Regions from separate parts of the Mus musculus genome. Here all the other regions are linked to region 1. A link is a contact called in public Hi-C and promoter capture Hi-C data. All regions are on one chromosome and are shown on one strand. The core of a region is the stretch at or near the end of the contact, and the rest is flanking DNA. Distances in the headings are between cores, read along the strand shown.

Region 1 (2,751 bases), core at 104-2,603:
GGCTACACCATGTGGTGAGGAACCATGGTCACTCCTGTGCCAGGGAAGACATCTCATACCTTCAGCACTTCTCACAATGTAACTGCTTTAGTCATATTCACCTGAAGTTGCAGTTTAGACACATGTTTTTGGGGTGTCTTTCTGGTGTCAAAACTTTTGAGGCACTTTTCAAATTTAATAAGGAACCATGTAAGGGTAGCAGCCCCTCCCTAAAGCATTCTGAGGTAGGGGGTATCCATTCTTCAAATGAATGTGAGTGAAGCAGCCCAAGGTGCTTCCTTAATTCCTCTGGAGTGATGCTGTGCCATGCTGGTCTTTGCTTCTAGTAATAAAACATCAAATTAGGTTTGGAGGGAACTTTGATCTTCCTAAGGGAAAAAAATGTTATGTTTTATTTGTGTATTTCCTCTGACTAAAAAAAATATACCCTTCCTTTAAGACCCAACTACTTTGTTTGTTTGTGTGTGTGTGCGTGTGTGCATTGTATGCATGTCTGTGTGCTAAGATAAATGAGCTCCTGTATTGCAGAGCCCAAAGGAGACCATCTGTATTCTCCTTTCTCACTATCCACCTTATTTCTTTAGCCAGGATTGTTTTCTGAACCTGTAGCTCACTGGCTTTTCATTCAGACTGGCAGCTAGCAAAACCCAGGAATCTTCCCGTCTCTGCCCCAGATACTTATTTGCCTTAGAATACCATAAACCCTTTGGGATGTTTCCTACTTTCTTCTTTCCATGTTTAATTATTTGTGCAAGTTCTTACTGGCCCACTTGTGCTATCCAAGTGTGTATCTCAACTTGAGTGTTTTACTCAGTAAATGTTTAGTATCAGTGTGGCCATTAGCATCTATAGTGCCTCATAATTTCCATAGTGTACTCACGGGTTCTTTTTTTAACCCCTGTTGCAAGCCTATAAATTAATAGTCACTTTCATTCTAGTCTTTCTTTTCTGTGGATGAGGGAGACAAGATATTTAGTGTCTGCAAAACTAAGCTACAATTAATTTTCTGACTTCAGATTCCTGGCCCTTGATACTCCACCACTGATGAGAGCCAATACTATAGTATGAATTTTTCGACTAGAACTTGGAGAGGTCTTTGGGAACCATTTCCAGAACTCAGGGAAGAGACGCTCTGGTCTCCATAGGGACCCAGTACTCAGGACTACATCTCCCATAGGGCCACGGAGCAAAGCCTCCGGCGATTGGGTAACGACCAACAGCCTATACACGGCGGCGAGGAGCTGTTGAGGGCCAATCACATGCCGGGAAGGGGGCGGGCCCTCCTGCCGGAGGCTAGATTGAGCGGAGAGCTAACGGCGCAGTGGCGGCGGCGGCCGTCTCTACGTCGTCAATTCCTTTAGTCTGTCGCTGCGGCCTTGCTCTGTAGCGGGGAGCTCTGCGCTTGGGAGTTCCGTAAGAAGCGCGTGCCCGAGGCACGGTACCCGGAGGCCCGGTGTGTCGGCTCTGGAGCTTCGGGGATCTTGTCAGTTCGTCAGGCCAGAAAACGCTGGCTGGAGCCGCCCGCGGTGGAATTCTTTGGAGATCAAGCCTTCCCTGCTTGAGGAGGACTCTTGGCGGCGCGTCGCCTGCGCTGTTGTCACTCGGTAACTCCTCCATCCAGGTCTAGCGGTTCTGTGGGTGCCTCGGCTCTCCAGGAGTTTCTCCTTCGGAGACCCAGCCTGGAGTTCGGGGGGGACGCGGTCCTTGCTGGGTCTCTTTCTTCACTCACCCGCACACGCTCGGTCCGGTGGCGGAGCGACGAGCGCTGCCTTTAGCGCTGCAACTTCTAGCAACAACTTCCCGCGGGGCTCCTGGGAAGTTCTGCATGATATAACTGTATTCAGTAAATGTTTACGGAAAGCTGTCTGCCCGAGACGAGTTCAGATGCTGGGAGGCCGGTAAGGCAGCCTAGACAGTTGAACCACGTGGGGTTTTAATTTCCTTTTCTACTCTTTACTTTTGGAAACTCTGGCTTTAGCTTGACGGTTGCCTGACTGGACTCTCAGTACCCAGGAGTGGGGATGGAAGGCAGAATAGTAATCGCAAATTACTCGGATATTGGTGGCTCTGGCCTCCACAATGAGAAAAGACACAAAGGGAGTATAATTTCAGTTTTGAGTGTCTTAAAGATTTGGAGAGAGATTCCTATAAGACGTGTGAGTGAGGTAAGACGTAGAGTCGAGAGAATTAGTAATAAGGACATCAGGTTGTGCTTGCCCAGCGGACAGGAAGCTCTGGTTTAGTTAATCCCTAGCTCTGCATAAAGCTAGACTCGAAGGGGTTTACGTCTAAGGCTATTCTCTGGAACACAATGAGTTCTGGACCAGCCTCGGTAACATGAGATCCTGTTTCTTTTTAAGACAGAACAGTGAGTATGGTGTGGCATAGTGTGTAGCCCTAGGAGGAGGGTGAATATCTGACAAATAGGGCTGGTAGAATTGTTCTTGAAACCAGTGGGACATTGCCCGGCAGCACATTGCTGTTGCTATAAAAAAAGATCGCTCTTTTTCATAGAGTTACGGCATGGTTATTTAGTCTTTTAGGGCTTCAGGCTTCTTCCTTTCTTTTTAGAAAAAGAAGAGTAATTGAATATAGTTATTGCTGCAGAAAGCCTCTGAAAATTTAGAATAGATTAAATAGTGATCCCTTGCAGAAAATGAGAGAAAATGGTTGGCTATTTGCACCTGGCCCTGCTCTCTTCTCCACTTTCCTCCATGGGTGAACATCAAGTTCTAGGCTCCTTACCTGTAG
Region 2 (2,751 bases), core at 122-2,621, 490 kb after region 1:
ATGGGATCCTCTGTAAGCTAACAATGACCCCAAGAGCCCACATAAAATAGGCAAGAACTGAGGGCTGGTTCTCTTGAAAGACCCACAACGTGAGGACTCCCCCACATTCTGACTCAGGAGAGGCAACAATCCAAATCACTCACAAGAAACGGGCTTGCTGCAAACTACAAGAAGACTTTTATTCAAGAGCGCTCTCGGGCCCACGATCATACACCACGCAGGGGTAGAGGACCGTGGTGCCCAGAGTAGCTGGGTAAGGGGTTATTTAAAGGAAGAAACCACAACTCAAGGAAGTGGGGAGGGCGTTGTTGGAAAATACCAAAGATACCAGTTAAGAGTCCCAAGGAAGTGCAAAGTCACAAGAGTCACAAGGAATACCTGGTAATTGTTCGGGTTATCTCTCAAGACAGTTTCTAAGAGCCCCTAACAATAGCACATTCTTTGAATGAACACTCTTTGAACCCAGGAAGCGGGTGGGTGGAGGAATGTTGCTATCTGTTTTATGATTAGCATACCTTGGAGCATTGAGTCACAGAGGTCACATTCCCAAGCCTGGGCCTAAAGGCCTAGAATTTTGTTATATATTTGTTATACTTTCACTCTAACCACAGTGCCTAGAGATGGAGACAGGTCCATCCCAGAAGCTTGCTGGTCAGCTAGTCTAATAGCCAGAGAGCTTCAGGTTCAGTGTGACATCCTGGGTCAGAGAAATATTATATTATAAAAGGAGACACCTGACAGAGACATCTGAGCTCCACATGCGTGAGCACATTCTTGAATACCCCACCATGTACATACCTACACGTGAATACATACAAACACACAGAGAAACAGTTGACCACTTACTGCCTTTCTGAAATCACATAAGCGGTGACCAATGAGGCGAAGTTTGTGTTCTGTTGCAATAGGAGGTTCAATTATGTTTCTCATGTATGGCTACACCCTTGAACCTAATAATATGTCTCCCTCATAGGAGATTACACACAGCACATTACAAAAAGTAGGTACAAAGGATTAACTCACCCATGTGAGGTATCGTTTATGGGAGACATTGTTTTCTGAGTTAGAATCTGAACCAATCAAAATATCAGCAGTTATCGATCACAGTGAGACATTTTCATCCAGAGAGTGTGTATGGCATGATTGCACACAGAAAGGCCCGAGAAATGGTTCTGTCCTTGGGCCAAATGTAGGGCACAGGTCAGGAGACAGCAGCCACTCATGAAGGGAAGATAAGGCAAAAGTTGGAATATATTGAACCCCTAGCTAAGATTTGTGGAGATATTTGAGCAGAGGGTACCAGCCCCAAAAGTTGTCCTGCAGGAGCTTGCTATGCCATCCCAGTTTACTGTAGAAATGTAACTATGGTAACAGAGAGAGGGGACAGATTGGTGGGGGAGGATGCTGGGAGGGGTAGGGACTACTTGGGAAGCCTTTGGGAAAAGGCTGTGATTTTTCTAAAGTAGAGATTAAAAGGTGTGAAAGATTTTATGGTGAAACACCACATCAGCCTCGTGATTGCTTAGATTCGATTAAAAGCATCAATTTGTGGCCGGAAAGGCAGCTTCTGGGTAAAACAACTGCTTCGGAAAGCCTGAAGACCAGAGTTCAGGCTCTGGAAGCCCTGTTAATATAGGCGAGAATTAGACTTCCCAGAGCTGCCTTCTGACTCCCATATGCACGCACACGTTAACAATAAATACTTTTTTAAAAAGAAACATTTGTTTGTAACTTACTCTTCTGCTGTGGTTTACATTTGATTAAATTAAATGAAGAAAAGGTTGCAAACATCAAGCCTAACTTTGTGCAATTGGTTATAGCTCTTGATTTATTCTCCACTTTTCAGGAGAAGGCTCACATATTCCAAATGAAACATGCATCAGTATTTGAGTTGTGTGGTACCTTAGCAGTATTATTCTCAATGATGTATTAAAACATCTGAAGTGGAATGTGTTCTTATTCATTACAAGATTTTTATCGAGATCTGAATCACTCTACTAAATGTAATGCCTGGAAGTTGAAAGGGCGGCTGGTTTGGTACCAGTTATTTTTAAAGTATGATATAAATACACCTGGCACATTCTAGATAATGTATAAAACTTTTAGAGACTAATGGTGCCTTCCTTGATCCTGGGTGTAATTTGTCATTTTCAAACATAGTTAGGTCTCACTGCCCTCTAGTGGTTGGTGGCTTCTAAGCCTGTGGTCTGGTGAGAAAATTGGACATTAGAATATAACCCAAGACTTTACCCTCAATCTTGCCCATCAGTCACCATCTACCCACTCTTTCCTGCTCTGTGGGTCCAGGGAACACAGCCTCTGATCAGATCTATTGCCCAACTTTCTTGATTTGAGTCCCAATAGCCTTGATTATGTCCAGGAGAAAGGTACCCGCTAAAGGGTTCGTTATTTTTAGTGTCAAGTATTCTATTTATTATTTGAATATAAACATCATTTGTCACACTCACACAAGTTAGAGCTGCATACTAAGTGTCTATGAATCAAGCACGGTGTGGGCTTTTCTACTTGGAAAGGAGTTCTGTGTCTTTGATAGGGATGTGACTCTTTGGCCTTCCTTTGGTCTGGTGCTTGAAGCTGGGGGGAATCTGTTTCTCAAGCCAGCTCAGCAGGCGCTTGAGCTCATGTGTTGCAGGCTCCAAATACACCAAATATAGTTTAGATTGCTTGGTTTCTCTAATTCCAGTTGATCCAGATTTTCATTTTATCTGAAGTTTGTTTGTTTTTTTAAAA
Region 3 (2,751 bases), core at 73-2,572, 260 kb before region 1:
CTAAATTAATTTCCCTACCTTACCTGAGCCTTTGTGGCCTCCTCTCTAAAGACCCAACTCTTCCATGGCAGCATCTTATGGAGAATACAAACCAACCCCAAGAGTGCCGTGAGCCTCAGAACCACAGAGCAGCCTGGGGGGCACCACAAAGATACATTGGCATTTGCTGTCTCCCTGAAATGTTCAGTTTATTAATTAATCTGAATTGGGTAATTTGTTAATGAAATTGTCCAGCAAATACTGAAATAATCTTTCTTTTCTTACTTCCTCCTCCTCCCCCCTTCCTCCTCTTTTTTAATAAAGCCCCACACCATAAAGTTCTTGGTGGTCTCAAACTCCAGACTCCCCTCCTGCCTCAGTCTCTTGTGTGCTGGGATTACAACGTATATCATCAGGCTGGGGCTTATGCATGCCAGGCACTCTACTACTGACCTACATCCTTGGCTGGCATCTCCTTTAAACTCCTTTTTTAAAAAGAAAATAGTTCTATGCTTATGTCCAAGGCAGATATAGATTATGTGCTTCCTTTCAGAGATTCCTATTAAATGTAACGTGTCTGTAACCTTTGTATATGGCACATAGTGAAGATGCTGCCACTAGAGCTGGAGAGGCAGCTTAGCCTTGAAAGTGCTACCACTTTTGCAAAAGACCCAAGCTCAGTTCCTAGCAAGGCCACAACCACCAGCAACTCCACCTTTAGGGGAGCTACCACCGTCTTCTAGACCCTGTAGGCACTGTACTTGTGTGTTCATACCCCTCACCCCCAATATGATTTAAAAAATAATAGAAATAACTTAAACTTTTAAATAAAATATAGCCATTTTAAAAGATCAGATTCGCCATGCAGTGGTGGCACATGCCTTTAACCCCAGCACTTGGCAGGCAGAGGCAGGTGGATTTCTGAGTTCTACAGAGTGAGTTCCAGGACAGCCAGGGCTATACAGAGAAACCCTATCTCGAAAAAACCCAAAAAACAAAAAACAAAAAAATAAAAAAATAAAAGATCAGATTCTCTGCTCTTAATTAGAATAAAATCCCATTTAAGCTAAATCTTAATTCGTTTAAGGGCCCATGGGTTCTGCATTTCTAACAGAACCGTATACTGTTTTTTTGGTTTTTGCTTTTTCCTTCAGAGGAGTAAACCAGAGACCTCAAGACTGACTTTTCTTCCCGCTCCTTTGTGTAGTGCTCACCCAGGAGGTCAGGCAGTAACTAATGCCAAAGAAACATCAAATTAGAAAGTGCTAGCGTGTGCGGTCATGCCGCCGTTCAGGCTGCCTGAAGATTAGGAAACTGTTCAAACATCAAATCGCCGGCAGGCGTCTCAGCCCGGGCCTGTGCAAGGAGCACGCTGGGAGTGCTTTGGTGTCCCAGCTGAGGACGAGATTAGGAGCCGGGAAAGCCACCCGCGCGTGCGGCAGCCAGGGGAAGGCTAGCTGAAAGGCTCTCCCAGTTGCGATCGCGTGGGACCTCCGTGGTAAGACCAGGGTTCTACGCCCTAGGTACCAGCAGGGCAAGTGCTCCGGGGGCCCCTCGGTGTCCTCTCGTGCCCAACCGCAACCCACGGAATCCTCTCCAGAGTTCTGGAGAGACTCGCGCCGGGAAGGGGCTTTGCTAATTGCAGGAAGTGAGCACGAGGAAGAAGTGGCAGAGATCAAGAAGAGGAAAGGGAGGAGGAGGAGCAGCAGCAGCAGCAGGGCAGAGCGCAGACAGAGTCGCGCATTACCACGCAAGAGGTTGGGTCCCTGCGATCCTGCTGTTCTCAGGGGTCCTAGAGACTGTCCACCCCTGCTCGGACACTCATCTGTCCTCTCCTGGTCTTCATGGCTTCTCCGGACGACCCTCTGCGCTCAGGTAAAGCGGCAAGGTGCCGCGCCCTCACTTGGGGTGTGACCACCAGCTGGATTAATGAGACTGAAAGACTGAACTTCAGTCATCCCCTGGGAGCGGTTTTTTTTTTCTTTCTTTCTTCCTTCCTTCCTTTCTTTCTTTCTTTCTTTCTTTCTTTCTTTCTTTCTTTCTTTCTTTCTTTTTTTTTTTTTTTTTTCTTTTGGACACCAGGGCGCCAGATGTGTGTCAGGCTGGATGGGAACAGCTGCGGCACGCGTCTTACCTCTCCCGATCCTACCCCTGCGCTTGCCCCTCTGTGAGCAGCAGCTGATCGCTCGCTTCCTGCACACTGCAAGGTGTGCGTGGTCCCTCTCCCCACGCGGAGGCCCGGCCGAGCGCTTTTGTTCTGGGCCACGCGGGTGCCTGGTTGAAACAAGTCAGCCAACCTTTGATAGAAAAGAACATAGGAGGGAGGATTCTGCACCCCCTTCCTTCCAGGCTCTCCCTTGCTTTCCACTCGCACATTTCCTTGTTCGTCTTCTCCCTCCTAGCTTCACTTTGCTGAGATGTGTTTGCTTCTGTGCAAGTCTTAACCTCTCCGAGCCACTATTCAACTATTATACTGTCCACAGAGCCACGAGGCTGAGCCCACATGCGCAATCCCCACCTGTGGAGGTCTCTAGTCCCCGTAGTACATTAAAAATGTGCTTTGATATCTGAGGTCAGAATCTAGATTTTTCTATCGCTTCTCCCTCATTTAAGGAAAATTCCTTTAAACGTCAACGTCCAGGAATCTCCTCTGTCCTCCTGTAATCTAGCTACAAACTCCATCGGTGTTTGTGAACGAAAGGATGATATGTCCCTTTGAGTACGCTAGGTCTTTCTCTGGTTTTGGTGAGGTTGGACACTCTGGTAAGAGCC

What was found. Promoter capture Hi-C pulls out the DNA fragments that hold promoters and counts their contacts. Hi-C and Micro-C count contacts between places; a contact is called where the count stands out from the background.
Region 2: a contact with region 1 is called in a Hi-C map of cortical neurons, with 2.2 times the contacts expected there. The contact joins the enhancer-like site here to the promoter of Mtr in region 1. A contact is called at or near these places in 1 of 39 promoter capture datasets (hippocampal neurons), 2 of 15 datasets of contacts at CTCF or cohesin (large pre-B cells and pro-B cells), 2 of 484 Hi-C or Micro-C datasets (cerebral cortex and cortical neurons) and 4 of 115 datasets of contacts at active chromatin or transcription factors (embryonic stem cells, large pre-B cells, pro-B cells and 1 more).
Region 3: a contact with region 1 is called in a promoter capture Hi-C map of pre-B cells, with 2.5 times the contacts expected there. The contact joins the promoter of Edaradd here to the promoter of Mtr in region 1. A contact is called at or near these places in 8 of 39 promoter capture datasets (the C10 cell line, cranial neural crest, embryonic stem cells and 4 more) and 1 of 9 other capture datasets (liver).

What each region holds. Positions count from the first base shown.
Region 1 is chr13:12,256,715-12,259,465 of GRCm38.p6, reverse strand. It overlaps Mtr (5-methyltetrahydrofolate-homocysteine methyltransferase), which reads left to right and starts at 1,353. Exons shown (of 33, transcript NM_001081128.3): 1 at 1,353-1,604.
Region 2 is chr13:11,762,766-11,765,516 of GRCm38.p6, reverse strand. All of the region lies in intron 27 of Ryr2 (ryanodine receptor 2, cardiac), which reads left to right. Among named protein-coding and RNA genes, the nearest start is that of Ryr2, 340 kb to the left of the region's middle. Within about 2 kb of position 1,371, at least 8 of the 459 cell types and tissues checked have an H3K27ac peak or open chromatin away from gene starts, as enhancers often do. A contact at or near this core is called in cortical neurons, where this site is marked.
Region 3 is chr13:12,519,021-12,521,771 of GRCm38.p6, reverse strand. Edaradd (EDAR (ectodysplasin-A receptor)-associated death domain) reads left to right here and starts at 1,322. Exons shown (of 6, transcript NM_133643.4): 1 at 1,322-1,854. The coding sequence starts at 1,824.